Regions from separate parts of the Mus musculus genome. Here all the other regions are linked to region 2. Evidence: chromatin contacts called from public HiChIP or PLAC-seq and capture Hi-C data. All regions are on one chromosome and are shown on one strand. The core of a region is the stretch at or near the end of the contact, and the rest is flanking DNA. Distances in the headings are between cores, read along the strand shown. Region 1 holds the start of Sfrp5 (secreted frizzled-related sequence protein 5). Region 2 holds the start of Hps1 (HPS1, biogenesis of lysosomal organelles complex 3 subunit 1). Region 3 holds the start of Golga7b (golgi autoantigen, golgin subfamily a, 7B).

Evidence for each region. HiChIP or PLAC-seq counts read pairs in DNA pulled down with a chosen protein or histone mark. Capture Hi-C pulls out chosen DNA fragments and counts their contacts.
Region 1: a contact with region 2 is called in a capture Hi-C map of embryonic stem cells, with 4 times the contacts expected there. The contact joins the promoter of Sfrp5 here to the promoter of Hps1 in region 2. A contact is called at or near these places in 8 of 39 promoter capture datasets (the 3T3-L1 cell line, 3T3-L1-derived adipocytes, cranial neural crest and 3 more), 7 of 484 Hi-C or Micro-C datasets (the HL-1 cell line, the N1E-115 cell line and embryonic stem cells), 6 of 115 datasets of contacts at active chromatin or transcription factors (embryonic stem cells and large pre-B cells) and 1 of 9 other capture datasets (embryonic stem cells).
Region 3: a contact with region 2 is called in an H3K27ac HiChIP or PLAC-seq map of embryonic stem cells, with 6 times the contacts expected there. The contact joins the promoter of Golga7b here to the promoter of Hps1 in region 2. A contact is called at or near these places in 4 of 39 promoter capture datasets (the 3T3-L1 cell line, embryonic stem cells, hippocampal neurons and 1 more), 5 of 115 datasets of contacts at active chromatin or transcription factors (the NIH/3T3 cell line, embryonic stem cells, large pre-B cells and 1 more) and 1 of 9 other capture datasets (embryonic stem cells).

What each region holds. Positions count from the first base shown.
Region 1 is chr19:42,200,879-42,203,917 of GRCm38.p6, reverse strand. It overlaps Sfrp5 (secreted frizzled-related sequence protein 5), which reads left to right and starts at 1,666. Exons shown (of 3, transcript NM_018780.3): 1 at 1,666-2,426. The coding sequence starts at 1,907.
Region 2 is chr19:42,778,289-42,781,231 of GRCm38.p6, reverse strand. It overlaps Hps1 (HPS1, biogenesis of lysosomal organelles complex 3 subunit 1), which reads left to right and starts at 1,254. Exons shown (of 20, transcript NM_019424.3): 1 at 1,254-1,318; 2 at 2,586-2,678. Gm16244 (a long non-coding RNA gene) reads right to left here and starts at 2,200. Exons shown (of 2, transcript XR_386720.3): 1 at 1,889-2,200; 2 at 1-1,792.
Region 3 is chr19:42,254,195-42,257,303 of GRCm38.p6, reverse strand. Golga7b (golgi autoantigen, golgin subfamily a, 7B) reads right to left here and starts at 1,565. Exons shown (of 5, transcript NM_027694.2): 1 at 1,121-1,565. The coding sequence starts at 1,132.

The sequences.
Region 1 (3,039 bases), core at 417-2,916, 580 kb after region 2:
CTGGCTTATACGTGGACTCAACTATGTCAACCAGGACATCAGAGGCATCCCATCCCAACCTGGACTGCCTGCTTCCTCTGCTCCATCAGCTACATGAAGGACCAAGCCTTTGTACCTCATATATATCAGCATGTGGCAAGTGTCCTCTATGTGTGGAGTGGATACTATAGTGTGGGTCCACCTCTCTCCGCTACATGAGCAGGTCGGTTAGAAGCCAAGAGCCCTGGAAATATTGAGGAGCAAAGAGAAGAAGGAAGGACAATTGGGGAGAAACGCTCCTTATTCAAAGTGGAGCCAGTCCCTACCCCCTCAATCCCTACCCCCCTCACATATACTCCACTTTCCCACCCCCGGCCCTTTGGAAGCTCGTCCCCGGAAGGGAAGCCAGAGGTCTGGTGAAACCAATAAGAGCCTCCTTCCGCAAGCCTCTGTTCCAGTTCCTCTCACAGAAAAGTCAAGGAAGACAAAACCCAGACAGACACTAAGCGTGGGATCCTGGAAGTCACCTTTCTGATGTCTGCTTGGAGGACAGAAGCAGTTCTCCTTACACCCACAGTGTTTCCTGCCCAGGCTGGACTCTATCTTGCCCAACAATAGTGACTCTGCTCTTTGGAGCCTACCGCCTGAATCAGACCCTGCCCTCCTTAGCGCATGACCCTGGGACAGTTAACCCCACGTCTCCAAATCCTCAGAATCCAGACCTTCAGGTTGTTGATGTGTGCTCTGACTCTGGAACCGCACTACCTATATCCAATGGCCACTTGGAATCCTCACCTGACCTCAGCTTCAGCATCTTTATCTGTAAAGTAGTGATAATAAATGGTTCCTACCCTCCTTAGGGCATCACTGTGAAAATTCCATGAGGTAGGTTATGAAATGTGCCTAGGACAGTCTCCAAGCACAGCTAGCACCTATTGGGTGTGAGCTTTCATTAGAAAAGGGCATGGATAGCCGGGCGGGGTGTGCATGCCTTTAATCTTAGCACTCGGGAGGCAGAGGCAGGAGAATCTCTGTGAGTTCGAGTCCAGCCTGGTCTACAAATTGAGTTCCAGGACAGCCAGGGCTGTTACACCGAGAAGCCCTGTCTCAAAAACAAAAACAAAAAAACATAAACAGATGTTTATAAGGTCGTTCAGTGATGCACATTATGCATGGCACTTAGTAGGGATTCATTAAATAGAAGCCAAAATTCCCTTTACCCTGCCCCCTCGGGTGCCACGGATTTGTCTTAGCCATCTGCTATCCCTAGAGGGCTGCCAAGTGCCTGGCATTGGACAGAACCTCAGGGCATACTTAAAGACCTCAGGGTGAAGCTCTGCTTGCCTGGCCAGGAGGGCGTGGATGGCCAAGAGACTCCATTATCTGAGAAGAGCGATGGAGGTGTTGGAGAAGGGAAACCAGAGCCGAGCAGGGAAAGGCCGAGGCACAGAGATAAGCAGGTGAAGTGAGTGAGAAAAGGAACAGGAGAGAGACTGTGGTGGAGAGAGATAAAAAGACGAAGCAGGGGGCAAGGGTGAAAAAAATGCTGAGCCCCCAGGAAAAGGCACAAGGAGAGGTCTGGGCAGCAGAATAGTTGACGGGTCAGGGTCGCGAGGCGAGGCGGGACCCGAGGGACCCGAGCCGGGCGGGAAAGACTCAGGGTTCCTCCCAGGTCCGCCAACCCGGGGCGGGGGTGGGAGGTGAGGGGGACCAGCGGCTGCAGATTGGCTAGGGAACGGCGAAGCCTGGGCTGGAGCCCCGTGGTGGGAGGCGCCTGGATCACTCCGGCAGCGGAGCGGAGCAGAGACTGCCACCTACTTGGACGACCCTAGTAGCAGCCGGCTTCAGGGAACATCCCAGCCGGGGCGCACGCCGGGCAGCGGGGCGCCGAGCACCGAGCCGTCGGGGCAGGCCGCAACATCCAGCCATGTGGGTGGCCTGGAGCGCACGGACGGCCGCACTGGCGTTGCTGCTCGGGGCGCTGCATGGGGCGCCAACACGCGGCCAGGAGTACGACTACTACGGTTGGCAGGCCGAGCCGCTGCACGGCCGCTCCTACTCCAAGCCACCGCAGTGCCTCGACATCCCCGCCGATCTGCCGCTCTGTCACACGGTGGGCTACAAGCGCATGCGGCTGCCCAACCTGCTGGAGCACGAGAGCCTGGCCGAGGTGAAGCAGCAGGCAAGCAGCTGGCTGCCACTGCTGGCCAAGCGCTGCCACTCAGACACCCAGGTCTTCCTCTGCTCGCTCTTCGCTCCCGTCTGCCTGGACCGACCCATCTACCCCTGCCGCTCGCTGTGCGAAGCCGTGCGCGCCGGCTGCGCTCCGCTCATGGAGGCCTACGGTTTCCCTTGGCCCGAGATGCTGCACTGCCACAAGTTCCCCCTGGACAACGACCTCTGCATCGCGGTGCAGTTCGGGCACCTGCCTGCCACCGCGCCTCCAGGTAGCGCCTTTGCGCCCAGAGCGCCTCGGACTGATCCTCTCCCCAAACCCTCATCTGTACTCCCCGATAGGTGCCAAGCCCCTATACACAGCGCCCTGGCACTGTCTCCTTTTTCCTTCCAACCTTTATAAACTTGAAGCTCTGGGTATTCCCACTAGTTCTCTCCCAACTCTGACCTGTACCTTGTGCAACTCACAGCACGCTCGGTTTTCCGAGCTGCGGAATCCCTGGAAGCCTTGGAGACGTCCCTCATAAATGCCGTATTCCTTTCCTCATCTCAAGGATGCTTGGGGTCGCTAGGCAGTTTCTTTGACCTGAACTGCCGACACCCAGACAAGCGCTACTCCTTCCCTGACCTCGGGAACTTTGAGAAGAGGCGGGTGGTTAGGGAAGCCCTGAGGGCCCTCGTTTCAAGGCCTGTAACCCTAACTTCCCCTCCTCCCAATTCCTAGGCTTTTGGGTACTTTACTTTTCTGAACCTTCTTTGCCCAGCAGTGAAGTCCAGCATCTTGAGCTCCCAAGCCCTGCTTCCCACTGGCTCGTTATACTGCCATTAGACCTGATTTCTGATTCATCTTCCTTTTCATTGTGCAGGTCCTCAAAGCTGTCCCAT
Region 2 (2,943 bases), core at 5-2,504:
AAGTCAGGATAGTGTCGGCAGATTCAGGACTCCAGGAGACTGATGCTTGTGGCTGTACTGTGGAGCCTGGCTGAGCAGGGTGGTGGCGAAGGCGCAGGCGCAGGCGTTTGCGATGTTGTTTAATTGTACCTTAGGTAGCTAGAGTGGCCGCAGCACTGGCTCTTGGCCTCTGCCTAGTGGGTGCGGAGTGCTCATGCTGGGTCGTACACAAAGTTTCTCAGAAGCACCAAGGTACCCAATGAGGACCTGTGGTAGGCGCCCAACCTCTTCTGTGGACTCCATTGGCCTTCTTCACTCTTTCTGCCCCTCCAAATACACATAAAAATCTTGATAGTATGCAATCACTCGCAGGTTCAAGACAAAAGCCCTAATGTGTATGCAGCCCTCAGTCAGACTGGGAACCTTTGTAAATCAAGGAGCCCAAAGGTAGCTGGGCTCTTCTGCATGGTGTACTGGCTGGTTTTGTGTCAACTCGACACAGCTGGGGTTATCACAGAGAAAGGAGCTTCAGTTGAGGAAATGCCTCCATGAGATCCAGCTGTAAGGCATTTCCTCAATTAGTGATCAAGGGGGAAAAGCCCCTTGTGGGTGGGACCATCTCTGGGCTGGTGGTCTTGGGTTCTATAAGAGAGCAGGCTGAGCAAGCCAGTAAAGAACATCCCTCCATGGCTTCTGCATCAGCTCCTGCTTCCTGACCTGCTCGAGTTCCAGTCCTGACTTCCTTTGGTGATGAACAACAGTATGGAAGTGTAAGCCGAATAAACCCTTTCCTCCCCAAACTGCTTCTTGGTCATGATGTTTGTGCAGGAATAGAAACCCTGACTAAGACACACGGGTTCCGCCCCCTGGAGGTAAGTAAGGGAAAGCACCCACAAAAAGGGTACCTTTCACCTACAACTAGATTCGGCAAGAAAACGAAAGGCTGGGAAGGGCCAGGTGAAGGTGCAAGGAAACCTGGGTTCTGGTTCCATTTGTTCCTTCTTCAGCAAGGGGGTTCCCTCGGGGTTCTCAGTTGCCCCTTCTGTAAATCTGTGGGGAATCCCTTTAGCTAAATCAAGCAAAAGAGACTCTAGAAATGTCACCGGCTCAGCTGGTGCCTCTAAAGGCAGTGAGATACCTACTTATGCCAGGGTGAACGTGGCACGGCTCCCTAGCGGCGGGTGACCAGCAAGCACAGTAGCCTGAAGGGTGAGCAATGCCTGACGGGGCGGGGCTCGAACCCACAAAGCAGGCCCCGGTCATGTGGCTGAGTCACGTGTCCTACCCGGAAGCGCGCCGCAGGCTGGCTACACGCTGGGCGGTGCGAGCCGCGGATCCGGTACGTGGGCATCGTGGGTGACCAAGCGCAGTCCTGGGTCGCCCCTCGGTGGGCACCTCCGGCAAGCTCTCCCAGTTTGGAGAGGCCCGGGCACCCGGGGAAACCCGCATCAGTCTCATGCCTTTTGGAGCGGGCGTCACAAGCCAGGCCTTCGTCCCCGGGAGGAGAGGGGGAGGGTACGTCAGAATTTCTGGGTGTCGTTGAAAGAGTGCTAAGCAGCTATTGGGCGGAGCCACGCAGTGAGGCGGTGCTAAGCGGCGCAGGGAGAGACTCCCTCCTAGGCCAGCTGCTCCTGCTGGAGCATCACAGGCTATAGTCCCCACCCCTCGCACCCACCCCCCAACTGAGCTGTGTTAGGCGGGACAGAGGCCACGGGGACAGTTTGCTAGGGACAATGAGAGAACTGTGACCCGGGTGGTAAAAGTGGGTGCAGGGGATTTTTCTCAGAATCGCCCTTCTCTTCAAAGTTTCCTCCTTTTAGAGCAAAATATAAAGAGAACAAAGATCAGAAAATGAGGTTAGCCGCAACCGTAAAACCAGATACCCACCGAAAAGTATGCGGGTGCTTACCGGAAGTTACCATCAAGGCAAGCCCGAGAATGGTGCAGCCAGGCTCAGAGTTTCATTGCTTTCAAAATCCCCAGGATCAAACCTTCCTCCTCCGCCTTAGATTCTTCTTGCCTGTTATCAAAATGGGAGGATTCCAGAGGCAGCTTATTTCTCTTGTTATTTGAAGCCGGGAAATAAGAATAACACCTACCCACCGTTCTTGTCCTTAAGATGAGCCTACTGGGCTGAGGTTGCGACCTGGCTGGTAGGAACCCCGTAACCCGGTAGGAAGGTGCAACAGCGCTCTGTTCCCTGGCCTCCCAAGAGGAGTTTGAATCTCTGAGTTGAATGGGACCTTAGGAAAGCCCAACCAGAACCAAACCCGAATGCAGCTTTTCACTGGGACCTCCTGCCAGCTTGCGATGGGTTGTGTAGTAACCCATCCCTGCTCACCGCTCCCTGGGGCTGCTCAGGGTGGGATTGCTGACCCCACCTGTGTGTGAATGAGTGACCCAAATATAAACTGTCCAGTTGCAGAGGAGGTAGGAGCTAATGTGTCATCAACGCTTGCTCCACATAAAGGACACCTTCTAGCTTGTGGTCCTTAAAATGGGGGAACCTGTGACTTCTCAGCCCGTGTCCAGGTTGTCCACTCTCAGGAACAGGCGGCAGTGGAAACCAGACCCTCTGAATGCCTTCATGCCTTTTCTGCCTTAAGCATTTGCAGGCCCAAGGATGCTGTGCTGCTGTTGTCTGCTGACCTGGTCAGAGTATCTAGCTCCTCAGAAGCCCTGCTGTGTGCTTTGCCAAGGTAAACCATGCTCCTCTCCTGGAGGATGGAGGGTGGAGAGGTGGGCAGCACCCACTTGAAGAGCAGAATGAGAGGAGCGAACTGAACTGCCACATGCACCTCTTTGTACATTTCTTCCCCCTCCCCCTCTCCAGCCCTGCCCCCACCCCCCATGTCACTACTTCATTGGGGGAACCAAAGACAGGAACCCCAGAAGGACTGGGTGATGGCAGGCATGCAGACGAGGGTTCCGTGAGTGTCCATTGTTTTGAAGCCCATCTCCTTA
Region 3 (3,109 bases), core at 316-2,815, 520 kb after region 2:
CTGCCTGCCCATGGGAAGGCGGGGGTTCTGGGAGGGCACGAATCCCTGCTAGCTAACCTCGTGCAACATCAGCAGGCAAACAATGCCAAGCAACATCAGGAGATCCAATGGAATGATGGCAGTAGCACTTGGTACTGATGTCATGCCACTCGCCGGAATCCCAGAGGCACCGCACAGAATCACTCACAGGCCTTTGCTCTCCTCCTTGGCAGTGGTCCAGCTAGGCTGGAAATGGGGAGTCACCACAAAAGCCGGCAGCAGCCGAGCTGGGGAGACCCAGTGTGCTGCAACACTCTAAAAATTCAAAGAAACTTTCAGCTCTGCTGTTGGCATGCTGTGTGGGTACCGAGCCAATCCTTTCTTCCGTATGTCAGCTTCACCATGCGTAAAGAGCTCTCCCCGGGGAGGAGTAACCTCTGGGGGTAGAGACACAAGTCCCGACTTCTTACACATTATGCCAAGATTTTGTCCTTAGCTAACAGGTCCCTTGGTCTATAGACACACTGTGAAGCACACAGTCGCTTCCCCCTCACAGGCAAATGTGGATACACTGAGAACAGCAGCTCAAATGGAGAAGGAAAGAAATTCTCAAAAGTGGGGGCTGGTGCAGGAGGTTCATTAAAACCAACCCTTTGGGTTCTGGGCCTGAGCATGTCTTTTTCCACGTTCTCCTCCTAAGGAAATGTGGATGTGAGGGAAGGTGTGTCTTCCCTAGACAAGCATTTGGGTTAGAAGCAGGATACTGCACCGCATAGCAACAACAGCAGTAGGCCACCTTCCCTCCCCTTACACAGGTGTGCAGGGATCTCCAAACCTCTAGGGAGTCAGAACCCTGTGTTCAGGAGAAGGGGAAACCCCAGACCAGCTGGGACTTGGTGCTATTGGTAACAAGTAGATTCCCAGGGCTCAGAGTGGCATGGGCAAGATTGACATGTCAAAGGTGAAGGGACCCCTCAGCAAAGCTCTGCTTATATGCCATGCCACTCCACACCTCCCACCATGAACCCAGGGAACCACCCTCTACCCCCATCCACCCCCGTCTTCTCCTCGTGCCCAGTCTGCCCCTAGTGGGGAATCATTCCCTGAGGCATTGCCTGCGGGTTAAGGTGTTGGGCCCTACCTCAGTGGCCATCTTCAGGGCGTTCTGACCAGTCCTTGGCTGTCGCTGGGCTGGTTCAGGGGGGCTGTCCGCGGTGCTGATAGGAAGAGCCGGTGGGCTGGCCGAGGCCAGCGAGGGCCTGGGCGCTGTCCGCGGTACTGATGAGATCGCCGAAACCTGAAGCGCGCTCCTGCCGACCGGAGGGTCCCTGAAAGGTGGTCCGTGCTGTCCACGGTGCTGACGCGGGAGCCGGACCGGGGAGGCGAGGCCGCGCCGGAGGCTCCTCACCACCCGATCGCCTGCTGCCAGGGTTCCTGCAGGCAATGGCCCGGTTTTATCTTTGACAGTGGCAGCAGCGGCGGGCACGGGGGCGGCGGGGGAAGGAGGGGCCAGCGCCTCGGCGGGCGGGGAGGGGGAAGCCGCGGCCCCCAGACTCCGGCACCCGCCGGAGAGGAGCCCCGCCCGCGGCCACCGGCTCCGCTCCCGCCCCACCCCGTCCCGCCCCGCCCAGCGCCCCGCCTCTCCTGCCTGCCCTCCCCCCCAGCAGGAGTGCCTAGAGCGTTGCGCTAGCTTCCACCGCCTCCGGGGACTTCCAGAAGCTGAAGAAAGAAGATGGGCTCTGCTGCAAGGCACCCGGCCTGCAATACGGAAGGCCCCACCATCCACAGGCCGCCAGCCTCTTACCTTTCCAAACACCTTCAAATTCTCACTCTAACCTTCCCGTCCTGCCCCAAGCACTACCCAGCCTTATGGGAACATTCCCTTCCCTCTTTTCTCCTTTCTGCTTCCTTAAATGGGTAAAATCCCATTAGCTAGGGGAAAATGCTGCAGATATAAGAGAGCATTTTCTTAAAACACATACGCACATTTCATCCCCAGGTTTTCCCTAGGGCCCTTTCTTTTATGGAAGCCAGTCTTTCTTTATGATCCTCCTAGTCCAGGTCCCACCCCTTACACTTCTGTCTCCCTACAGCCATCCCAGAGTTTATACACACTCCCACAATACCCAATTACCACCACTAATCAAAAACCACATGCCAAACCGGTATGCCCACTCTCCAAGGTGGTAATTTGGCATTAGGCCTTCCAATCAAATGGTTTATCTACTTAATAAGCAGAAAGGAAACCCCAACACAGGTGTCTTTGAACACATCCACAATAACCCCAGATCTGTGTCTGAGGGGAGCTGGGTACTTCTTCTACAGCCTGGCTGCCCACAGGTCAGCAGCGTCGGCCATGACATAAAACTGGAGTAGGTGCCACAACAGGCAGCCAGAAGACCTGACTCCAGGTCAGACTTCTCCCGATTTCCTACCTTGATTAGCTGTCTCACTCCCTGAGTTTACGGTCCTCTTTCTGCAGGATATACTTGTTGCCCTTCTTCATTAGCCTATAGCTAGGGTCCTTTCTTCTTCTACCAAATTTCCCATTTAAAATTTCCAAACATACAGGAGAAGTTGGGGAAAAGACATTTGCCAGAACAGTCTAACTAACTCAGTCAGCAATAGTATTTTTACATTTGATTTTGATTTGTTGGCTTTGCTGACGGAAACTGGATCAAGGAGACGTATATAATTTCACTAGATTATCAGAAAGCGATAGATTCCACAGTTTTATCCTTAAATACTTCAGCACTCATCCCCTCAGAATAAGAACATTTTCCTGAGGCAGGTGTGATGGTGCACACCTTTAATCTCGGCGCTCCTGAGGCTGAGGTGGGTGGAGAGACGTGAGACCTTGTCTCAAAAAGCAAAATAACATTCTTCTCTGTAATCACAATATCATTATCATGTCTTTTAAAATTCCATGGTAACCCTACTATTTTAGGATGGTTTGTTACCCCAAAGACATATTAATAGCTTTTTTTTCAGCAGAACTTTCTATTTTTAATACCAAACATTTATGGATCACTTAATGTGTGCCAGACAGTTCTACACTGCACATATATTTTGAAATCCTGACAATTGCTGTGAGTTACATTTTTTATTTTTTAAAATCTGTCTCTTTATC